Regions from separate parts of the Mus musculus genome. Here region 1 is linked to region 2. A link is a contact called in public Hi-C data. All regions are on one chromosome and are shown on one strand. The core of a region is the stretch at or near the end of the contact, and the rest is flanking DNA. Distances in the headings are between cores, read along the strand shown.

What was found. A called contact is a pair of places that touch in the nucleus more often than the background predicts.
Region 1: a contact with region 2 is called in a Hi-C map of cerebellar granule neurons, with 2.4 times the contacts expected there. The contact joins the enhancer-like site here to the promoter of Ufl1 in region 2. A contact is called at or near these places in 3 of 39 promoter capture datasets (hippocampal neurons and liver), 4 of 484 Hi-C or Micro-C datasets (the G1E-ER4 cell line, cerebellar granule neurons and cortical neurons) and 1 of 115 datasets of contacts at active chromatin or transcription factors (stem cell-derived neural progenitor cells).

What each region holds. Positions count from the first base shown.
Region 1 is chr4:25,620,804-25,626,602 of GRCm38.p6, reverse strand. Fut9 (fucosyltransferase 9) reads left to right here. Exons shown (of 3, transcript NM_010243.3): 3 at 5,783-5,799. The coding sequence starts at 5,791. Among named protein-coding and RNA genes, the nearest start is that of Gm24977, 57 kb to the right of the region's middle. Within about 2 kb of position 3,207, at least 4 of the 459 cell types and tissues checked have an H3K27ac peak or open chromatin away from gene starts, as enhancers often do. A contact at or near this core is called in cerebellar granule neurons, where this site is marked.
Region 2 is chr4:25,278,460-25,284,557 of GRCm38.p6, reverse strand. It overlaps Ufl1 (UFM1 specific ligase 1), which reads left to right and starts at 2,737. Exons shown (of 20, transcript NM_001355512.1): 1 at 2,737-2,882; 2 at 3,790-3,935; 3 at 5,184-5,212; 4 at 5,857-5,954. The coding sequence starts at 2,806.

The DNA.
Region 1 (5,799 bases), core at 1,958-4,457, 340 kb before region 2:
CTATGCACATACTAACTTCCATTTACAAACTGACAAGTTCCTAAACTTTACCTGGAGTTGGTAAAAGAATTTATACAAAGTAATATAATTATTCCAGTTTTAAGAATGTATATATTCTATACTTTTCAAAGTTTTAATCCAGATAATTATAAGTTTTTGAAGGGTTCATGATCTACACTTTGCATCTTGAGGGAAAGAGAAACGAATTGGTGTAAAGATTAGTTTATACAAATTTTTTTCTCTGATTATTTGGAGTGGAGGTTGTTTGGTACTTTTCTTTGGGTTTGTCTACATCAAGTAATAAAACAGTTATAGCTAATCTACACAAGTGAAACTGTTAGATGGATATAGTATAGCACTTGAACAGAAGAATAGCAAAGAAAAGTGAACCCAGAGTAACTCTATTAATCCATAATTCACCAAGGAGCCCCACTGTGATCTTCAGACCCAGAAATCACCATGGTCCAACTGACTCCTTGATCACCACTGTCTGCAGAAAGAAAAGATGTTTTTTCTATAGTCCCTACAAGTTTTCCCAGCAAAGGTAATTGTCCAATATGAACCAGGATCCAGCTGAAGAATACAGCATGAACAAGGGTGTGTTTTATTCAATACATGGGGGGGGGGGAGGGGAAAAGGGAGGGGAGGGGAAAAGAGAGGAGAGAGGGGAGGGGAAGGGAAGGGAGAGGAAGGGAAGGGAGGGGAGAGGAGAGGACAGGAGAGGACAGGACAGGACAGGACAGGACAGGACAGGACAGGACAGGACAGGAGAAAGGAGAATGAGACAAGAGTTTTATCCACATAATTAAAACCAACATTTAGGATAATGCCCCTTAAAAAGGAAGTTTCTATAAACCATGAAAGCCTAATTATATTCCAGAATTTTACATATTAGACATTCTACATAGACACACATACCCCCCCACACACACATACATACATATGTAATAGTTAATGAGCTATATTTTGAAATTTAGAGAAGTTTATGTGTCCGGGTAGTTAACTACAAATGACAGTAATCTACAGACAAGACCTAGTATTGCAGGAGTTTTGGCTAAGAACACTAATTCCTGATCTGTTATCATAAATTAATAGAATAACAAAAAATTGATAATTATCACACTTTATAAGTTTTATTTCAAAAGGATTAAGTCAAAGGTTTGCTTTATTTTTAAACTATTTCTAACTTAGCCATACCATCAACTTTTCACTAATTTACTCTTGACTTTTTAATTTGGTATCGTCAACTTTATTCTTTTAACCAAGGACTATATGGAGTGAAGATCTTCTATTGAGCTGACTGGTTCTGTCTTCCAACTTTACATCACGATGTAATGTGAGAGAGACAATATACTGCAATAGCCAGCAAATGGAGAGAGTTGCCAAGGGGTGAGCTACCACCCAGGTAGCTGGCTTTATCACACAGTACTAGCCAAGTATTCAGTCCTCTCTTATAGTTTGCTCAATGTTATTTCTATTTTAAAGTTGAGATGAATACTAGTTAAAATAATATCCTGAACACCACAAGTGCAGAGACTTACAGTAGAATTACTAGTCTCTGAGGAATCTTCTCATTTGCCTTAGTTTCTCATTTCTCTCCCAAGTATCCGGACATGAATCTATCATTTGCAAATCACAATTCTAAGTGTTTCGTATTTTAAAGTTTACTTCCATTTTTTTTTAAAGCATGCATTAGAGCAGTATTGAAAAATAGGAGTATTTTTTCTAAATATTTTCCTCTACCAAATCTGAGCGAGCATTATTTTTACCCAGGATTCTGTTCTTTTCTTTAAAGCTTAAGTCTTTGTCATCTTTCACATTCTGTAAGGCCATTTAGAATAAGTGAAAAGTTTCGATTACTCTATATGGCTACAATTTCCCTTTTTCTACACATTCATTGTTGTCGTTGCTATATAGCATCTCGGCTTAGGGGCTTTGAAAAATAGATTGGAGTGATTGATAGATCAAAACATGTTGAATTTTCACCTGAATTTCAGTTTTGGGGAATAAATGAAACAATTCCTGTCAAAGAAATGTCAACTTGGCTCTAGGAGGCAAACATTCCTAACAATTTCTGTGCATGGTAGGGGTCAATAAATAACTGCCCCATTGTTTAGTAATTAACCCTAGTAGCAGTGAAGAATTAGAGGTAGAACATATAAAGAGAAGAATCAACAAGACAAAATGCTTAGGAAACAGGAAAGTGGAACACAGAGCAGAAGCAATATTGTTTTCTGCCAAAGGGCCAAATCCTTTTTATTTTTATTTAACTAAAGCACACAAGAGGGAGAGAGGGAGGGAGGGAGGGAGGGAGGGAGGGAGGGAGGGAGAGAGAGAGAGAGAGAGAGAGAGAGAGAGAGAGAGAGAGAGAGAGAGAGAGAATGGGAAAGAAAAACAGACAAAGAGTGGGTAAAACTGACTACAAGTGTACTAACTTTGAAACAGAAGAAAATCCAAAGCTCAATTTTACCCAGTTTACCCAGTTATTTTCTGCCAGCTCCATTGGTTTACATTGTCTACATGAGCATATGCTAAACTTATAGATAAAACAAATAAACAAAAAGTTTCTCTTGGTTCATATTTTGTGTTTACAGTTACTGACACAGGACCTTACACTTATCAGAAACTCTGTCGTTCACCCATTCATTCACACGACACATGAAACACTTATTAAGTGTTCTGCCCAGATGTTAATGGTATGTCAGTGAAGAAAGAAAATATCACTATACTGTTTGCAAATTCTGCCTGCAGGGAGCATAATAGTACATCATAAAACAAAGTCATCACATGTTCATACCATGAAGCCAACAACCTGCAGGAGAACGCACATGCTGCAACTTCCTGGGTGACTAAACTTGAGCAAGCTGCATATTAGCCATTTCGTGCCTCAGTTACTTTTTTCTTTAGTAAAATGGTAATATGAGTTAATAGATGTGCTCATGTGTATGAGTGAGTAAAAGCTCTCAGATCAGTATTTGGCCATAATAAGAACAATGTAAGTGTGAGCTATTGTTTGATGGGAGAACCTGATCTACATTTAAAATGGTAATAAATAGCTCTCAGTTAAAAGGGATAGATGCCAGAGAAATCAAGACAATGAAACCCAATATAAAAATATGAATGAATAGTGAATGTATCATTTGCTTGGTGTTGACTGTAGACCGCAGGTCAGTGACTAAGCTTGTTGCTTATTGGATGTGTCTCTGTCCCCATTTGCTCATCTCTGAAGAAACGGTGACAGATGGCCTTCTCCACAGCCACTCTCTTAGGATTGGCAGAAATAGCAGTTATTGTGTGCTGGCTGCTGTCACTGTGACCTGGTCATATACAGCCTGATTGGTATATCACAGGAAAGCACCTTAGCATAGTTTAGCATGACTCTCATCAGAATTTCTTCAAACTGTTAAATGTGTTCTGACTTCATGGTTATCTACAGGAGTCCATGTAACTAGATTTCCTTAAATGTATTCTGGATTGTCATTCTGGTATTTTTACAAATCTAAGTTTGCTATCTTGGGTAATTTTTGTCTGTAACTTTAAGTAAAACTGGCCTTTAAAAATATCTTCTCTAATATATTGTTAACAAAATTATAGTTGGCTTCATATATTGATTTAACAACTTATCCTTATCTTTCTGTTTTGTAAAATGATTCCATTTTTTAAAGTGTCATAGCAATCCCCATTTATTGAATTACTAATTTGAGTACTTCAGTCTTCTCTAAGCCTAATGCTTGCTCTCAGTCGTTTTTCTTGAATTCCATTTCTTTAACAAATCCCATTATGATGGATCCTCACTCCACCCCCCATAGGCCAATGTGCTTTTCTCAACTCACGCAAACCACAATCGCTTATTTTATCAAGAATTTTTATATTTCTTTATAAATACTCACTAGGCATTCCTAATTTTAATATACATTAAGTTAGCCATTATTTGTACTTCTGTTATTAACCTAGATTTATTTTCTATCTTGACTGTTTTATTGATATAAGTAGACATTGGGATATTCTAATCAACTCAAATTTAAGCTCTCAAGTTCAATGACTTTGTCTACTTCTACTTCTATTTTCTTTGTTGCTTTTGTTGTTTGGTTTATTTGCTTCTTTTTTTGTTTTTTTCCTTTAGCTTTGTTCATTGTTCGTTGATGATCTTCTTGGGTTAATCAAATAATTAATTTCCTGGAAACTGTACCTCTAAGCGTCTTTTAAGTACTGTTGTTTGTCCATATACCATAAACTTTGACAAATAGTATTTGCAATATCACTTTATTATAAATATTAAGACGTTTTGTTTTGTTTTGTTTTGTTTTGTTTTGTTTTGTTTTGTTTTGTTTTGTTTTGTTTGAGACAGGGTTTCTCTGTGTAGCTCTTGCTGTCCTGGAACTCACTCTGTAGACCAGGCTGGCCTCGAACTCAGAAATCCGCCTGTCTCTGCCTCCCAAGTGCTGGGATTAAAGGCGTGCACTAGCACGCCTGACAAGATATTCTTTGTAATTACTTCTCAACTTTCTCTGTAGTCTAAGGTTAAATAAATAATTCTTAGAAATAATATATGTGTGTTTTCTCTTTCAATTTATTTATTTATTCACTTTACATCCCAATCACTGGCCCCCTCCTCACACACACACACACACACACACACACACATCCTCCTGCACACCTCCTCCCATTCTCCTATGAGAAGATGGAGTCCTCTACCCCTTATCCTGCCCTGCCACATCAATTCTCTGAAAAGCTAGACACATCCTCTCCTACTGAGGCCCTACAAGGCAGCCTAGGTAAGGGAGCAGGGTCCACAGACAGGCAACAGCTCTAGGGGCAGCCATTGCTCCAGTTGTTGGGGGACCCACATGAAGATCGAGGTGCACATTAACTACATATATGTGGGAAGCCTAGGTTCCAGCCTGTCTCTGCTTTTCCGTTGAGGTTCAATCTCTGGAAGCCCCCAAGGTTGTTGACTCTGCTGGTCTCCTCTGGAGATCCTATCCCCTCCGTGGCCCTCAAATCTTCCCCATATTTCTATATAAGACTCCTGAGCTTAGCTTTAGGCCTCTGCATCTATTTCAGCCAGCTGCTCAGTGGAGCTTTAGCCATAAACTATTAAAATACAGTGGATTACCATTCTCCATGACGTTCATCTTTATCTTAAGGATATCAGCCATATTTAATTCTGAAAATTAAGCTTAATGCTCTAATCCCTGATAAGGGAGAGTTGCTTCTAATACCAACGATGTGCTTGATTATTAAATACTGCTAACTACTGAGTTCACTACCAGGTTAGTGAAACAAAATTGTCAGATAAATGTGAAATGTATAAATTAATAAATACAGCAGGATCTTTATTAATGAGGTTATTTATAAAAGGGAGGCATCAAGTCAAAGGCTATATTTTTCTCACAGGACTATCTTGATGCATTTAAATATAAATCATAAAAATAAATGTTTTCCCAGAAACAAATATTAACTTTTTTAAAAATACTAACATTTTATTAATGTCACTCTGTTGGTCAGAATATGCTACAGGCTTTTTAATTTTTTTATTCATTCCTTGAGAATTTCAAACAGAATATTTTACCATATCCTTTTCCACCCTCTAGCTTCTCCTAAATTCCTCTGTCCATCCACTCAACTTCATATCGCTGTTTCTTAAAAAGGAAACTTTTACAACTGAAAGGGAATTAGAGTTGGTTTCATGATTAAAATAGTCGTACTATTTCTCTTACATTGTAGTTATAATTTCCTCTTTTGTTTCTAAACTTACCTTCTATTTTTCTCTCTTCCCCAGGAAAAATTATGACATCA
Region 2 (6,098 bases), core at 1,488-3,987:
ACAAAAGAACACACATGGTATGTACTCACTGATAAATGGATATTAGGCAAAGAGCATGGAATCCCCAAGATACAACTCACAGACCACATGAAGCTCAAGAAGAAGGAAGACCAAAGAGTGAATGCTTCAGTCCTACTTAGAAGGGGGAACAATATAATCAAGGGAAGTAGAGGGTGGGAGGGATTTGGGAGGAAGAGAAGAAGAGGAGGGGTAAAAGAGGAGAATCAGGTATGGGAGGAGATGGAGGAGACGTACAGAGCGTCAGGAAATTGAACAGAGATGTGTAGCAATGGGGGATGGGGAGCTGGGGGTAGCCACAACCAGTCCCAGATGCCAGGAAAGCAAGAGGCTTCCAGGACCCAACAGGGATGAGATTAGCTGAAATGCCCAACAAAGGGGAGGGAGAACCTGTAGAGACCATATCCAGAGGTTAGGCAAGGCCCATGGTTGGGGCATGGGGCCACCTACTCATCTCCAAATTCTTAACCCAGAAGGGCTCCAGTCAAAATATAGAGACAAAGTGTGGAGCATAGACTGAAGGAAAGGCCATCCAGATACTGCCCCACCTGGGGATCCATCCCATACAGTCACCGAAGCCAGACATTATTGCTTATGCTAAGAAGTGCTTGCCGAAAAGAGCCTGATATTGCTGTCTCCTGAGAGGCTCTGCCAGAGCCTGACAAATACAGAGGTAGAGGCTCAAAGCCAACCATTGGGCTGAGCACTGGGTCCCCAATGGAGAAGTTGGAGAAAGACTGAAGGAACTGAAGGGGTTTACAACCCCATTGGAAGAACAATAATATCAACCAACCAGACCCCACCCCCACCCCTGAGCTCCCAGGTACTAAACCACCAACTATACACTTGGATGGCTCCATGTGTATGTGTAGCAGAGGATGGCATTGTCTGCATCAATAGGAGGAGAAGACCTTGGTCCTATGAAAGCTGTATTACCCAGTGTAGGGGAATGCCCTGGTGGGAAGGTAGGAATGGGTGGGTGGTAGGGGAAGCATCCTCATAGAAGCTGGGAGAGGGAAGGATGGGAGAAGGGAGTTCCAGAGGGGAAACCAGAAAAGGGGATAATATTTGAAGTGTAAATACATAAAATATCCAATGAAAAAGGAAAAAGAAAAGAAAAGAAAGGAAGAAAGAAGGAAAGAAATTCTCCTTTGAGAACTCTTGAGCCATGTCTACACACTATTCCAACAAGGCCACACCTCCAAATAGTGTCACTCCCTGGGTTAAGCATATACAAATCATCACATCAACCACGTACTTTATATCTTATAGCACTAGGAGGAAGGATGTCAAATGTTTAATCTTGGATAATATATGTTAGGTGTTTGATATAATGCAAATGTTATCCATGTATGCATATGTTCAAGCATCACAGTGTTTCATTGCTGTCTCTAATTTGTTTTTATGTCAAAAGACAATTTCTAAATGATTCCAAGAATGTGTAATAAATCCTGTACACACTGTAGCTAAAGACATCAACTATCCACAGACTGTCTGCATGTCAACATTAACAAGGTATTTGTACAACTACAGACAGCTATCATAAAATTTTATAAAGAATGGAATGTCAGCTCTCCAAATCTATACAAGTTCGTTCTTTAAAAGAATCTCCTACCCTTTAAAAAACAGCTGCGTAGTGTTTGCTCTGTTTAAAGTTCCTCTGTAATATCATATATTGGTCAAAAATTACTACCTCCCTCCCTCCCTCCCTCCCTCCCTCCCTCCCTCCCTCCAAAGCACTTAAAATGATGGGTGGGAAGATGCTTGAAGGTTAAAGTGCTCTCTGTGCAAGCATACAGACTTGAATTCAGAGCCCAAGCTCATCTTGAAACCTGGGTATGATCATCAACCTGACTGGGAGATGAAGCCAGGAGGAAACTCAGGGGCTGGCTGGCCAGTAAACCTACTTGATGGGAGGCTGGCCTACCTTTCTGAGAGAGTCTGCTTCAAAGGATAAGATGGAATGCCAAGCTTTATCATGGAGTTCTCTAAATTTAATCAAAGCTAGGCACTTCAGAAGCCAAATGGATTTATCTACTGGACGTGTTATATGGACTAATATATTTACATAGGAAAGAAGCAAAATATTCTTTACTAAGTACAATCAGCCTTCTGATTTCCCCATTGATTAAGATTGGAAAATGGTATGTGTGAATAAACAATGGCAGCAGTTATCTTGTCTAAGAAGTACAATGCCATTGCCTTCCCTAGTTTCACTCCCAGCAACGATTATTCCTTTGTCCGAGTAAATAATAATAATAATAATAATAATAATAATAATAATAATAATAATAAGCTTTAGAACACATGAACTGAAGTCCATGGCGTTTGCTATACCCAAATAGATTCATTTTGGAAGAACAAAATTCAAACTGATGCAGTAGTGTGGAACAAGTTTCTCTAAAACTGACTTCATTCTTGGCTCAAGTAAAAGCCCCATTCACTGTTCAAAGTGGATTAGTCACGGTTTGTAAGAGTCCCACAAAAGAAGTATGTCTCGTCCGCTCAGCAAGGGCGGAAGATCATTTGATGGTTGCTGGACAGAAACAGGAACCTTGCAAAAAGGATTACTGAGTCAGCATCAGCTTGGCTTTGTAGGAGTTTAGGAAGCCGCTTCCCGCAGGCCACGCCCAGCTGAGGGCGGAGAGCTCGGCAGTCGCGTTTCTGTTCGCGAATTTCCTTGACGCAGGTCTCTTGGCCCTCTGCGCGGTCCGTCCCGGGGTGCCTGCGGCAGGCTGAAGGCTGACGTGTCTGCCGTTTCCCTGTGTCGGGGCGAGCGGAGCAGTGATGGCGGACGCCTGGGAGGAGATCCGGCGGCTGGCGGCTGACTTCCAGCGGGCGCAGTTTGCAGAGTCCACGCAAAGGTGCTGGTTCCCTGCGGTGTGGAGCCGGCTTAGGCCCGGGACGCTGCCCCGCTCCCGCACTGCCTGCCGGAACGCGGTGGGACCCCGGAGCCGGTCTGCTGCGGCGGCTGTCGGTAGAGGCGCTCGCTGCCCGGCCTAGGGCGAGCTTGCAAAGTCCCCAGTGCAGCGCGCAGCAAGTAGTCTGTCCCTCCTCCAAATCCTTTTTACGTGCAGCCACAGATCTAAGCCAGGCCCACATGCCATCTGTCATATTTTAGGGACTCCGGGACACCAACTTTTCTACACTCCAGAAATGGGGGAGTGGCCGAATTACCCCGACTCTGCGCCCGTGATTACACATCGCATATATAAGGCGAATAGACTTTGTCTCCCTGTCAACGAGTTCTTGTAGTATTTTATTTCTCTTGGACCTAAACACAGTAGTCCGTTGATGCTGTTCTATAACATTGAGAGCTACAGACATACATACACTCTCACAACAAACAAACAACAAAACCCGGGGAAAAAATTTAGTGCAAGATGGCTGTGAGTAGCTAACATTATAGTACCTATAGTTCTGCTAAGCCACATGACCTGTCTGTACACCAACTGTACCAGTAAGGCCAACATACTGTGATTTTAAAGAAAAGTTTGTTTGTTTTCAGCTGGAAAATTTGATACTTGAAGGCAGGACTAGGAGAGAACATCTGTAGAATCATAATACAGTGACGTGTGTGAATTAAATAAATAATTCAAGGGAATATAAACCTACTCTCAAGTTTTCTTTTTAAATTACTCAACCAATATCATCATACTAATAAAGGACAGATTTTGTAATGTAGAAGTTACTCAAAATTTTGCTTTCAAATACCTGGGGGGGGGGGGGGCGGCATAGCAAGTACACTCTTAAACTCCTGGCTTCGCACAGGTTGTCAGAGCGGAACTGCATTGAGATTGTGAATAAATTGATCTCTCAGAAACAGCTGGAAGTAGTCCATACACTTGACGGCAAGGAATATATCACTCCAGCCCAAATCAGTAAAGAAATGAGAGACGAGCTACATGTCCGAGGTGGTAAGTAATTCCTCAGTGTCATGCTTTTGTCTTTACCGGATGTTTGAAGAAAATACATTAAATTAAAAATAAGTACTTACGTGGAGGTTATAGGGCATTCTCCTCAATGGCTCCTTCTTTCCTCTTTGTGTTGGGTATCAGATCCAGAGCACAAACTAGGCAAATACTACCCCTGAGCTGTAACCCTTCTCTACTGATAACTTGATGATCAGCCTTCATAGGATCATGCAGTCAACCTTCGTATGTTCATATGAACATAATCTTACAGGTTCATGCAAACATGACCTTAACTATTGCCACTTAACAAATACCATGTTTTTGTTGTATTGAATTAAATGTACTATATATGTGTGTATGTGTATATATACCATATATATATATATATATATATGTGATATATATAGTATATATGTGGTATATATATGCATATACATATATGTATATATGTATATATGTGTGTGTATATATATGTATGTGTGTATAATATATATATATACCCACACTTCATGACCTAGGGGTGAATACCTAGCTGCCAGTGATCAGGTACTTAATTATAAAGGAGAAATAGAGATTTCATAAAGTTTTAAGATCTCAAATATTAAAGCTGCATTACTAAGTTTAAGAAACTTTGTAAATTGATGTACTGTGGCCTGAGGCCCACCATATTATGAAGTGCAGTTAGCACCATCAAACGTAAAATATTGTTTTGCTTTATGTTTTTGAAATTTGAGCAATTGAGCAGACTGAGCAGTTTGACTGAAACAGAAACAGCCTGTCACTAGATACCACTTGGGTCTAGCCTGGGTGTTTTGTTTCTTTCTGCAGGAGTGCTAATAACACGTGAGCTGTGATTTGCATTATCTAACAGATCCTCTCTTGCTGATAGACACTCGTTTCAGTTTTGAGCAATGGGGAAATCATCTTAATTTAGCTGCAGGCATTTCCTCTGGTCATTTTAGCTGAGTTGATTTGTGAGAAGAATTGAAATTCCTTCCACGGATTTCTCCGCGTTGTGTCCTCTGATGTTCGTAATTGGTCTGATGTGATAAACACAGCTTGGAGAACAGTGTTGCCTGTGGCTTTAACCATGAAGATTGATCAGCGAGTAATCTGTATCTAAGTCCATCAGTTACTACTGAGGTCCTATGCCCTTCCTAGAAGGACTTAGAGCCATCAGCACTGTCGGTTAGAGTTGAACCTGTTCATCTGCACGTCCATGTAATTTCAATTCCTCTCTTTTGTTCAAAGGTCGAGTAAACATTGTTGACTTACAACAGGTAAATTTATAAAAATTTTGCTTTGATTTCTTAAAGCTTTCTTAATTTATAAATACTACGGATTTGTTGGGTCCATTGCTGAAAAGAGACACCATGACCAAGGCAACTCTTATTATAAGGGACAGTGTTTAATTGGGGCCGGCTTACAGGTTCAGAGGTTCAGTCCATTATCTTCATTGTGAGAAACATGACACCACCCCAGGCAGGCATGGTGCTGGAGGAGCTGAGAGTTCTACATCTTTGTTCTGAAGGCAGACAGGAGAAGACTGGCATCCTCAGACAGGCGGAAACTCTTTTCCCACCCCTACAGTAACACACACACACACCCCCACACACACACACACACACACACACACACACACAGATTGTTTTACTCGGTGTCCCTGTCTCACCTTGCCTAGAACTGGGTATATAGACCACACTGGCCTTGAAATCATAGTTGTTCTTCTGCATTATAGGTATCTGCCATGATACTCAGCTATCAATATTTTAGAGTAATTTCAAATTTATCTAAGTGATATGTAAAGGGTGTATAAATAATATATATGTATATAAAATACATAAAAGTATAATTTTTAATCTCAATGTATAATCTCAAATTTTAAAAGTAGTGGAAACTAATTGTAATTTCTGTGTAATTCTAGGTTATTAATGTGGACCTGACTCATATCGAGAGTAGAGTCAGTGATATTATTAAATCAGAGAAGCACGTGCAGATGGTACTGGGACAACTGATTGATGAGTAAGTATAACACTGAAGCGTTCTCTCTCCTTCTGTCAGGTGCTCCAGGCCAGGCGTGGCCAGCTAGGCTTTATGTTTAGAGCTCATGTAATAGAGACATTTATTATAAAGACCATTCTTTTTAAAAGTAAGTGCTAATTTGGG